3 separate regions of the Drosophila melanogaster genome follow, and regions 2 and 3 are each linked to region 1. Evidence: chromatin contacts called from public Hi-C data. All regions are on one chromosome and are shown on one strand. The core of a region is the stretch at or near the end of the contact, and the rest is flanking DNA. Distances in the headings are between cores, read along the strand shown. Region 1 holds the start of Gyf (Gigyf). Region 2 holds the start of Cadps (Calcium-dependent secretion activator). Region 3 holds the start of Eph (Eph receptor tyrosine kinase).

Evidence for each region. Hi-C and Micro-C count contacts between places; a contact is called where the count stands out from the background.
Region 2: a contact with region 1 is called in a Hi-C map of the Kc167 cell line, with 2.7 times the contacts expected there. The contact joins the promoter of Cadps here to the promoter of Gyf in region 1. A contact is called at or near these places in 5 of 107 Hi-C or Micro-C datasets (the Kc167 cell line, brain, cellular blastoderm embryo and 1 more).
Region 3: a Hi-C map of the Kc167 cell line shows a contact between it and region 1, with 3 times the contacts expected there. The contact joins the promoter of Eph here to the promoter of Gyf in region 1. A contact is called at or near these places in 25 of 107 Hi-C or Micro-C datasets (the Clone 8 cell line, the Kc167 cell line, the ML-DmBG3-c2 cell line and 8 more) and 1 of 6 datasets of contacts at active chromatin or transcription factors (the Kc167 cell line).

The regions. Positions count from the first base shown.
Region 1 is chr4:865,270-869,481 of dm6, reverse strand. Gyf (Gigyf) reads left to right here and starts at 2,457. Exons shown (of 10, transcript NM_001169357.4): 1 at 2,457-2,506; 2 at 3,188-3,551; 3 at 3,610-3,780; 4 at 3,840-4,134. The coding sequence starts at 3,216. It also overlaps a transcript of unc-13 not described here and asRNA:CR43425.
Region 2 is chr4:1,228,492-1,232,703 of dm6, reverse strand. Cadps (Calcium-dependent secretion activator) reads right to left here and starts at 1,867. Exons shown (of 23, transcript NM_001031858.2): 1 at 1,690-1,867. It overlaps Dyrk3 (Dual-specificity tyrosine phosphorylation-regulated kinase 3), which reads left to right and starts at 1,991. Exons shown (of 7, transcript NM_001038725.2): 1 at 1,991-2,206; 2 at 2,284-2,398; 3 at 2,586-3,124; 4 at 3,189-4,051. The coding sequence starts at 2,731.
Region 3 is chr4:608,373-612,584 of dm6, reverse strand. It overlaps Eph (Eph receptor tyrosine kinase), which reads right to left and starts at 1,901. Exons shown (of 14, transcript NM_166776.4): 1 at 1,689-1,901; 2 at 930-1,300; 3 at 779-858. The coding sequence starts at 1,182.

The sequences.
Region 1 (4,212 bases), core at 1,208-3,707:
CGACCTAAGACAAAACTTAACTAACAAATTCTATTTCGCAAAACCACATAAGAAAAAAAAATTTATTTTTTGGTTAAAATGTTATTCATATTAAATTGTGCAGGCCTCCGAGCAGGAAACTGCTCAGTATCGAGACCAAAATTTCATGTCATAAAACTTAACGGTAACAGCAAAATCTAACATTCCGTAGAGTTTAATTTAAATTCAATACACTAAATATCACAGAATGTATGTGCCATTCATTTCCCTGCTTATCCTGAGTAAGAACTGAACATACTTCTCGAAGGTATTCCCTCATTATCCTCGTTTCTTTCGGACGACCTACGTGATGAATATCCTTCAAAAATCATCTAGCAAAACAGCCTGTAGCGGCGTTCATTGAAAATGTTCGTTTCCGTGAGCTATGGGCACCTACACGATATATATAGAAAATTCTTGCCTACTATTTATTTTACGTGGGGCGTGTCGTTTGAATAGAGACCTCAAATTGATATATCTACGAGGCTATTTTTCGTAGAAATCGCGTCTTAGCCCACCACCCTATGAGCGCTTCGGTGCGACTGTATATATTTGGGAGCTCCCACACATGATTAGATTTCCTTTCTGTACTGTGAAGGAGACAGTAATCCGTTACTACTCCATAATATCAAGGACACCATGTTATTGTTCAAATGTTTAAAAATGTTTAAAAATTCAAAATTCATGTTTATTTAAATATTTTTAACACCTACACCATATGCATATCATTCGATTTCTGGAGGCATACTAGTAATCTTATAATTCTAGTCCATGATCTAATATTATAGCACAATAAAGCTAAATTAAATAACTACTTCCATTCTTAATATATTTATCTTTTTTGTATCATGGCGACTTCAGCGTGCCGAACTTCACTATTTTCTTAACAAAATTAATAGTTCAGAAATTTAGCTTAAACCATAGAATTATATGGGGATTCAATCAACTCTAATCTGGATAACCGTCCCATTGTTACTTATGAGGTTCAAATTTAATATATATTTATTTGTCTTTATCTTGCACTTAATGGGAACCAACATCAGGCTTACATATTATGCACTCACCCTGTCGTTGTAACTGTGTTGAAGGCCTTTCCACGTTGGTTAACGACGTACTGTAGGAGATTATATGTATAAAGTTTAACTGCCTTAGAAGCCGTTTTCATCCTTGCCGAGATAACGAGAAGCCTCGCCTACTGCTCGCCATTCCTTCTCATACTCCTAACTTGGAGCAGGCTGAGATCCTGCTGTTGCAATGATATTTTTTCCCCCACACGCAGGAACGCTCAGAACGGGTGCAACTGACTTTAGGTCTCGTTACGAAGTCTGCGTTTTTGGTTTACATTTTGAAATGACCCTTACGCTAAATTAAAAGCATTATAAGCGATGCGTTAAGCGCCCGATCTGGGAACAGTGCCAAAATTTCAGATGTACTCACTGCCTCGAAACGTGGTAAAGATTAAGATCGCTCGAGCTTCGCTGTTATACGATTAAGGTATCCGAAAATCCTTCAGAACATGGGCATCAGCGTTATGGGCGTCATATCGTTTTCAGACAAATCACATGCACCATTGGCGATTTTCGTTTCCAATATCTGGGCGTTCATACGTACGAACAGACAGTTATACAAAAGACAAAAGGGGTGCGTATACATCGCAGCAAATTTTTGACACATACCCCTCACTTCATGACTTATGTAAAAAGACCAAAATAATCACAAACCAGGTATTCATTTTGGATCAAACCAGACAAACGTGGTTATGAAAACGGTTATGAAAATAATGTAACCATATTAAAATTTATATATATATATATAAATATATATATCCACTACTATATATATATATATATATATATATTTAAATATATACATTTGTATTTATATATTTATTCAAAATAAACTAATACATCGTTTACTTACACTTTACTATTTCTACTGTTATGTTATAATACTGAAAAACTTGAACTTGAAATGAAAATCGACTGCTTGTTAAATATAAAATTATTAACAATTCCGAAAGACTAAGTTTCAATACAAAGCTAACAACAAGGTAGGAATCTAGCTTTGGCAGTGATAATAATTAAATAATAATATTAAAGCAAGAATTCCCGTTACTCAACTTAAAGAAAAAAATCAACACATAGTTAGTGGTCGTGGAAACATCGTCTGCGTCTATATCTATAGAATCAGCATGCTTTAAGTTCTAGTTCTTATAGTTCCTGAAAGCGAGACGTTCTTACAGACAGACGGATTGGTTGATTTAAAGATTGACACTTATGCATTCTCTAAATCCCGGTGCTTGATGTTGCAATGTGAAGACAAGGGTGATGTATCTGTCAACTAGTAGTAGTGGAGCTAGTGTATAAGAAGCAAAAGTGGCAAGAATACCCCTGTGCTAAATTAAATTGGAAGCTTGACATATCGCAAGACGGCCACGCTGGCCTTGCTCTATCTTATGTTGGCGTTGGTATTTTAAGATATCTCGGTGGTACGTGTAAGTTGAATATTTTTACGAAATTCAATTTAAAAAATTTTTTTAGGATGTGCAGTTATAGTGGCTTGATTTTATTAAGATTACCAGAAGAATTAACTAAACAATCTTTAAAATAAAACACACCCGCCCAGTGTGATAAAGTCACACAAATCAAAAATTTGTACATACATCACTGTGTGTCTGTATGCGTCCAGATACTTACGAATTTTTTTTACCTTTTAGATCTATATTAGTTCTATTAGTTCTATATTTCAAACATGAAAGCTCGAATCAGACATTTCAATTCTATAAACATGTTAATTTTAATGTGTGATGAGGGTGCATGTGTATTTCGCGTTCGTGTGTGACAATCAGTTTGATATTTTAGGTTAGGTTTCTGTGTTGCTTTTATATTATATTATTTTACTTTTACTATCCATTCTGTAAAGCTCTGGTAAGTTTTTTTTTATCACTAGTTCTTAACTAAGCTTTAAAATAAATCCTTTGTTGTACTGTTTGCTTTGAAAAAGACTTGAAGCTGTTTGCTTTATTTATAGAACTTGAACTGTTTGAAAAATAAACAATTGTGCACAGAATCATAAAGCCATTAGGAGTTTAACAAAAACACTGAAAATTTGATTTCATTGCCTTTCTTACAAATAAATCAACCAAAAACTTTTTTGAACTTATTGTCAGCATAACATTAAACAAGAGGCAAATAAAAATGACAGATTCAATGAAATTTGGCCCGGAATGGTTGCGCAATATGTCAGCCGAGCCTTCGGGCTCTCCCAGTACCTACAACGTTGGTAATGCAGCTCAAAACAATTCGATTGGAGGGCACAACCTGGGAAACAACACGGCGGCATCCGCTTCCCGTAATCTATTTCCAGAATACCGGTACGGACGCGAGGAAATGCTGTCCTTGTTCGATCGGAACTGCCTACTGCCGCAGATCCTGCCATCGTTCAAAAAGCTCTTCGTGGAAAAGGTTCAGTGCCCTCTTGCACTGACACCGAGCTCCGAGGAGGACATCAACCAAAACTCACTTGGCAATAACGTATGTGAAGTAATTTGACATGAGTTTTAGAACATAATTTACTTTTCTTTGAAACTAGTCTCGTCCTGCCTGGTTGCAGCGCTCGCCCAGTGGATTTGGTAGTGCCTCCCGAGGCTCTGGACGTGGTGGAACCGTTGACCGGGGACGGATGCGCGGAAAATCGGCCTATCATCCGATATACCAACGCCCAAGCGGTCTATATGATGAAAGCTTATCGGTTATATCAAAGGTAATTGCAAATACGAACTAAATAAGGAAGTACGATTAGTTGTTGATTTTTTCTGCCAGGCCGAACGCACATGGAGCGACCGCAACGGAACTGGAGATTCTGCGGCAACCACCACCTCCACTAGTGGCTCTGGTGCTCTAGATTGGAATGGAACTCCAAGCTCAAGTCCTCGAAAAGATTATTCTAATAATCATCGCAACTTGGAAAACTGGCGACGAACACGTAACGAAGATGGATCCGGTGATGGTCCATCCTCCAGCGGTTCCATGAGCGGACCCGATATTGCTGGTTGGCGGAGCGGTGTCGTCGGTGGAAGTACAAACGCAGGTTTTGGTACCAATAGCCATCGGTGGGGTCAGTCAATTACCTTTATATTATTATTTTTCATTTTTACTCCTACACATATGAGCACAATAATACATGTACTGCTAT
Region 2 (4,212 bases), core at 618-3,117, 360 kb before region 1:
GGGCGTGGCAACATTGGTCAATAAACTAGCGCTAATTCTATGTCTAGAATCTGTATACTTAATCTGGCAAATCGATAAAAATTTACAAGAGTAATAAAAATATGAAAAAATATCAAACCATTTTTGTGGGCGTTAGATTGGGCGTGGAAACATGAGTATGATATTACTATTACATTATTACATTGTTATTATTGTACTGATTAAAACAACGATAACTTTAGCTTGTTTCTTTTACTTATTGAAATTATACTTATAAATCGTTTGTTTACATTTATAATACGCTATTTGATGGGGAATTTAAAAAAAAGGTGAATGTATGCCTTATAACTTAGAACAAAAATAACCATAGTTGATGGGTTTTCAAACGAATTCTTATTTTCGCTAAGTTAAAAAAACCTTTTATTTTTATTTGTAACACACCACCATCTGAAATATGTATATATTTGTTCACCACCACCCTTAAGGGTTGAAGAATAGAGCAATTTCTTTGGGAAGGTTAATTGCTTCAAATACCTTAAATATTAGATTTATGCTTGTCGTTCGGTAATGTATGGTGCTTATAATATAGCTTTAAATTATGAACAAACTTTATCACTATTTATATGAATTCGAGTTACACGATAACAAAACTTTGAATTCATTTACTATGTGAATGACAAACGAAATTCATAGTATAATTATTGACAAAAATATAAGTTTTTTATGTATTTTCAAGGCGACATCAGGTTTATTTCACAAATTATCTACTTCTATTTATACAGTTCTCTATTTTCACATATGAATAAATGGATTTCCGTTTGAAGAATAGTTAAGTTGGAGAAGCAAAAAAAATCGATGGAACTATCGATAACTTCGATGGTGGTAACCTTAGCACTCCCGTTACAACTACTGTTTTCGACGATTTGGTTGATGATTTGCAGAAGTTTCTGATTTTCAATAATTTAAGTAAAGCAGGACTGTCTGAAACACAATTAGATTTAAATTATGCCTAAATTTTGTAGTTGAAGGGATTCTTAAAATACTTTTTATTTTGGTTAAGATGAATTTCTTAATAACTATTTGATAAACGTTTTGGAAATTATATCTACCTTAGTTTATTTAGTTCAAAGAAATGGAATATTTTTTACAGATCAATAGAAACTGTCAAGACAAATAAAAACGTGGTGGAACTCCATAGTCAACTCGTTACTTATATAAAAATTAAAACAGAAAACAGTTAAATCTTTAAAAAATTAATCTGAGTCAAAAGTTAGTTTCTGGACTATATGCATTGCATTTGACTGTTTTACTGCCCGCCATGCTTGACAAAATAGCATTCGAGTCATAAAACACTATAAACAATGAGCACAAAACATTGATACTAGGACATTAGAGACTTGCCTTGATTTAACTTATACATATTTGTTGGCAAATCGATAGAAATATTCACAACAAATAATGATTTGATAAATATTAAGTAAAGTATTTGTCCTAAAACAACAGCTCTTTCGCCCATTCGTAAAAATTAACCCTAATGACATAATGATCATTATAAGCGAATAACAACGCTTTCTTAGGGCCATGCATGAATGATCTAAACTAAAAAAATGTTATACGACCTTTTTAAAATCATAATAGTAAAATGGGAAAACAGGAATAAATATTCCCATGAATTATATATGTATGTTACAATACCACACGTGTTCTTACGATTTGACTCGCATTATATGGGCAAACGATTGCCCTGCAAATTATATATAAAGTCGATTTCCGCTCGAAAACGGTCCGGTGGACTAAGTATTGATTTATTCAATTTTCGTCACAAACTTTGATATTAGAGCTGTTGTATGCTAAGTGGTTCCTATGTTTGAGTTGCGAAACAAGTTCTAAAGAACTTTATTCTGGACCACCGAAGTCATTTTATATGGTACTCCGTTGATTATGGTTATAAAACGTGCTTCAAACGCTATTGTGAGTACATGTGAGCCAGGTGGCATGTTAAAACTGTTTTAACACGGTCACACTGTTCTTCTCTTTGTTCGGGTCGCTTTGAAAATTGTGTATTCAAATGAAATTGTACGATAAACAAATATCTGGTTTTACCTATTTGTAAAGTATACAATACAAATCATTGCAATACATCAAATATTATAGCTCTCGGTTAATGTTTAATCAAACTGTTCTGATACAGTCTTCATCGATGTGCAATATTTGTACATATATGTATGTATGTACATGGACATAAACTCAATTAAGTGTTGACAATATACTTATTAAGGTATTATTATATTTAATTAATTAAAGGTATAGCAATACAAAAATAATAAATTTAAGCACAAGTGCCGAAGTTTATAACCTCAATATATATTACTATTTATTTTGGCTGTGCCTTTCAACTGTTCGTTATGTATATGCAGATGTAAGTACATATATACAAACTATTTACACAAATAAAAAGTATTTAGAAAAAACCAAGATCGGAAAGTTAAAAAACAAAATCAATTTTGATACGATAATAGGATATTTTTTTAAAGTAGAGTGCATTGCCGACTAAAATGTATATTAAGGCACACAATCGTTATTAAACCAAATATTTCTTATTCCAGTTGCGGCAAACTAGTTTAATGAAAACTGTGTTGTTATAAAACACATTAAATAATTCTGTATCCTGGGAACACCCGAAATGTAATAAACTAATTTATAACAATCTACATAAAATCGGATTTAATAACTACCATAAACAAGCGCACTATGGTCGGTTCTCAAGAAAAAAAAAACAATCATATCGAATTATCTGAAACACCCGCAACAGACAAAAATAATTTAAACACAACTCATCTGGAAAACACACAACTCTCAAAAGCACTTTCACCTCCTACATCACTACCTCAGATACAAATTCAGATGATTAACCAAAATTTAACACATACTGGTATCGCTCAAAATAATACTGAAAAAGCCAACCGTCATCAATACCGGGACAGTGGATTACAATATTTAACCCGATGCTTTGAACCATTGGCAATGCTCAATGATAGTAAAGAAGACTTTCCCACGCAGCCATCAAATAATATTGCCAATTACCCTGGAGATATTCAAATTTTACCCATTTTCGATTGCTGCGAAATTTCAGAGTCTATTCAAGGTAAAAAATTTTTTGTCACTAATAAGTATTTAAATGATCCTTTTAATTAAATTAAAAATTATAGCAATATCGTTGCCTAATGTAACATCTCCATCAAAGACAAAAGATGTTCCTGGGTTGTTTTTGCGTACGATTTCGGAAAATTCGAAATCAAAGTCGGAACCCGAATGTGAATCGCTAATTTCAGTCAAAGAATCTTCTGTAATGGAAAACCACACCTTTTTATTTCACGAACAAATTATTATGTCTGGCCAACAAAAATGTGAATTACACGAGAAACCGAAGGTTCTGGTAGTTTCCCCACAACAAGTAATGATTTTATATATGAATAAACTAACTCCATACGAGCGAACAGAAATACTAACTTATCCGCAGATATATTTTATTGGCGCCAACGCTAAGAAGCGCCCAGGAGTCTATGGCCCAAATAATTCTGAATACGACAATGAACAAGGCGCTTACATTCATGTACCGCATGATCACGTAGCATATCGGTATGAAATGCTAAAGATAATCGGAAAAGGTAGCTTTGGACAGGTCATTAAAGCGTATGATCATAAAACTCACGAACATGTTGCCTTAAAAATAGTGCGCAATGAAAAGCGGTTTCACCGCCAGGCCCAAGAGGAAATTCGCATTCTTCATCATTTACGCCGTCACGATAAATATAATACTATGAACATCATACACATGTTTGATTACTTTACTTTCCGCAATCATACATGCATTACATTTGAGCTGCTCAGCATAAATCTTTACGAATTAATTAAGAAAAATGGATTTAAAGGCTTCAGTTTGCAGCTGGTGCGAAAGTTTGCACACTCTTTGCTACAATGTTTGGATGCACTATATAAAAATGATATTATTCATTGCGATATGAAACCAGAAAATGTGCTACTCAAGCAACAAGGACGTTCTGGTATAAAGGTAAGTACGTCGCTTAAAAATGACGGAACTTAGTAAAGTATACAGGATCGATTATATATATGACACTTACTCGAAGATAAAGGGATAGAAGGATAATAAAATAAAAGCTAGGATATAGCCATGACCGCCCGTATAAGGGTCCCGAGCGCGCGATACTCGTT
Region 3 (4,212 bases), core at 652-3,151, 260 kb after region 1:
TTTCGTCGATCAGAATTTATTTCGGCCCGAAAATCATATACGCGTTCTCGTCTCTTGTTTCCACTCACACAAGCAAGCAAATTCTATTTTTAGATTTCTTACGCTCTCAGCCGGAGCGAGCGGAAAGAGAGCAATTTTGGCCGTCACTAAAAAAGTGGCTGCATAGTGCCAAACCAATGTATGGCCGTTACGCATCTTGTTATTCTAGTGTCTTTGGTTATACTGAAAAAGACATTTTATGATTAGAAACGACGAAACGATGAATTCTTTTCAAATGTTTTAAATAAATTTCCCAAACGTTTCTATGGCAGCTGAAGAATGTTAGTCATCTGCTTCGGATCAAAGTAAACATTATTCCAAATGTTGTGTATACCAAATAAAAACACATGATTATATCAGCGTTTAAAAAACTGTGGTAAGTTCATTTCACATGAATTTGATTCTGCTTCTGAGAAAATTAAAAGTCGAAGACAAAGGTTCTTTTGAGCGGCAAGCGAAGAGTTCTGGAAGTCGTTGGCAGTCGCAGCAGCATAAGCATATTTACATATTAAAAACGTTCAAAATTAAATGATTTTCAATTAGAAAAAAGAGCACATATAAAGAAATCTATATAAAATCTTTAAGAATTTGTACACAATCGAATTGACATAGAATAAATTGAATATAAATATCTTATTACTACTATCTTATTATTGTCGACGTAAGTTTAACTACAAACAAACGTTTGTTTTTTAAATAAAAATTGAAAATAAGAGCAACAATAACATATAATGCGTACCCCTGGTGTTTGGGCTTGAGGTCCATATGGATACCTGGTCCACTCTAATGTAGCTTCTCGAGTTGTATCCAATAGAACAACTGCAGATATTCGTGAGCATTAAAAAGATATCATTTACTGTTAAGTCTTAATATTGTTAAGCAGTACGTACCCTGATCTGCATGTGCCAATTTAAAGTGAATTGAAATTATAATAAGCAGTATTGTCCTTAATAATGACATTCTCGAAACAATTTGAGATCTGTTTTGCTCGCTAATTGGAGCTTGATTTTTGTAAAACGCAGACTTGAGGGCGCTTATAGCATCATTTAGTACGGAAGTTAGAATGGTTACGGAAGAAGTTTTACTTTTAATACCATCATATTTCACCTTTTTGTCATTTGGGTGGCACCCAACCATTTTCATTTTGTTGGGATCGTTTTCGAACAGTTTTATTTTTGATTTGGGTTGTACGCACTCTGATGCGGATTTACCAATGTCAATAGCATTATTTGTGTTTGTGGGTCCAGTTTAAAATCCAAGACTAAAAAATAAATTGATTAGCTTTAATGCACTTTGTATAAGCATGAATGTGATTAATGTATAAATAATTTGGAAGGATCTGTTCCTGTTCGGTATTCACTGGCATATGTGCATATCCATATATACAAGGAAGCGTATACACATATGAGCCTGCATTTTCCGACGCTGCTATATACATACATACGACCATACATGTTATACATATTTACACAAAATGACAGTGTGTATGTATTCTTGTTAAGGGACGCTAGCTTCGATTTAAACATTACATTTCACGGATGATTACTGTTATCAATTCAAGATGTTATGGCTTTGGAACACAAGATATTTGAACGGATTTTATTATTTTATTTGTACATTTTGTCATTTAGGACCACTTTTATTGATACCTTTACAGCCGACTACTACTATGGAAGTCTCGTTTTAATTTTAAAGTGGTTCTTTTACGACCACAAAATCCCTTGTAGATTTTCTATTGATACTTGGTAAAGACCAGAGTATCATTTTCAGTCTTTTTTCTTTATTTTTTATTTTTTAAATTCACTTATACTCAGCAATTCTGTTAAAACAACTGGTATCGATAACTTTTATAACGTCATTAAAATCCATGAAAACAAATTTTCTTTAAAAAAAATAAGTTAAAATAGCATCGACGAAATACCACAAATTCGGAATAATGAAATTGGTACAAAATGAGCTAACAGCATAAACTGATGTTCTTGTTTTATGTTTTATACGAATTATTGACACTTGGCCTTTAATTAATATAGAACGAGAATAATATTCATTAAAAGTGATTGTCTCTCTACTGAAAATTTAAACGAAATATTAAAAAAAAGGCGTTACCAATACTTTTAATATCTTGCTTGATAATCGTAATAATCTGACATTCATATATGTATATGCATATGTATATGTAATCGTTGCATATCTACTGATCACTAAACGATTCGATTGCTTACTTTTTTTTGTGAAAGCCGTTATAGTAGCTCTAATGATTAATGATAATTTAATTTTCCATTTAATAAAGGTAGTTCGGGAAAGAATCCATAGGAAACCAAAACGGACCATTAATGAAAATAAAGACAACACTTGGAAAGCTTAAAAACATCAACGTTTGCATCGTTGTCCATAAAGCTTTTAAAGGGTAGGCAAACCAATGGAGTTTTAAAGTAAAATGGTTTTTAAGCCAAAAAGAATAAATAAATATTTTTTTTAATTTAAAAGCTGGAATTGTTTTTCCACCGGCTTGCTTATGTTTTTTAGTTTTTTTTTTCTCACGTCCTATTTCAAAAAGTACATACATATGTACCAATATAGTTTTAATAGGTGAGCAAACGAAATTATTTACTTTTAAGAGCGGACAAACAATAAACATTTATTTTAATGGCTGTGCCAACGATAAAAACAATTTTTAAAGGGTAGACAAACGATTAAAACTATTTTTAGAGGGTGGACAAACTTGTTTTATTGATACTATTTATATAAAGATCTGGAAAAAAGTTGCATTCTCTAATAAAACTTATGGGATATATTTTCTAAATTATACCTGTTTTAAGTGTGTGCAAGCGATGCCATTGGAGTAAAAAATATATTTAAAGAAAGTCAATAAAGAAAAAGATTTTCGAAAGTATTTAAATTTTTAAATTGTCAGGAGAGTTGAACCACTACGTATTTCTACACTTCTGCACACACTAAGCTAAAATAAAAAAAGTGCGGAAACTGTCGAAGAAACCTCACAGCAGTCTACAGAGAATATCTACCCAGAATATAATATGATACCCAGATACCAACGCCCTAAGACAAGGTATCATGCAAAGCAGCGAACTAAAAGTCAATGTGCCAACTTATGGCAAACCTTATTCAATAATAATAATAATATCGTGTATAAGATTATGTTTGTGACATGCCAACTATGTTTCACGGCGTAAACCTGAAATACCAATACCGCCGTCATGTTATTTGAAAGCGCACCTTATCAGCTTTAACATTCAAATACGTTATACGTTACGAACACTACTTTAATTAATGGTTTTCTACGAGCAAATTACAATAAGATAACGGCAACCATTGCATCTGTCTGCTGTCCACTTCAAAATCATGGACTTCTACAATTTACAACAAATTAAGTAATCCCCACAACACAAAAGTGAGTCCTTGTGAGTCCATATATAACGTGCAACAACATGGAGTACATTTACATTTACCAGAAAGTACTAAATTCAATGCATTTTGCCGGAACAGAATATCTTTCGCAATCAGAAAACTGCAAAATTGCTATAAAAACCACCTGGCTTAAATACAAACATTCAAATTTGTTGAAGAGAGTGTAACAGACAGAAGTTAAATTTAAATTCTTGTTGATGGTTCTGAATTCGCTGAGTCGATCTTGCCATGTCCGTCCGTATGAACGTTGAGATCTCAGGAACAATTCTAGTTAAACAGTTGATATTAAGCATGCAACTTTCAGATACATACATCGATGCAGCGCAAGTGTCCAGAAGGGATATTAAAAGTTTCTTGAGCGCTAATGACAACGATTTTCTAAAAATTTAGGTGCAACTCGTTTCATTTTAAATGTGTATTTTAAATCAATTTTAGGATTATGTTTAGACCCCAATTGGCCAGTTTGAACCATATTCGAAAAGTATGCTTGCAAAACGGATTATGAATGTAGATATGCAGGATATGTAAGAAAAATGTTAAGCCTTGTCAAAATAATGCGAAATATAATAATGCGGATATTCTATAAACTGGCAGTATTTAAGCGTCGGTGTCCGAAACACAGTTATATTTTAAGTGCGAAAAGAATTAGCAACTCCGAAGAATTCTAGAATGCTAAGTGAGTCAAGGGCAGCCATGTTAATGGCGGAGAGAACTTATAATAAAGGTAAGGCGCTGGACCTCGGTCTA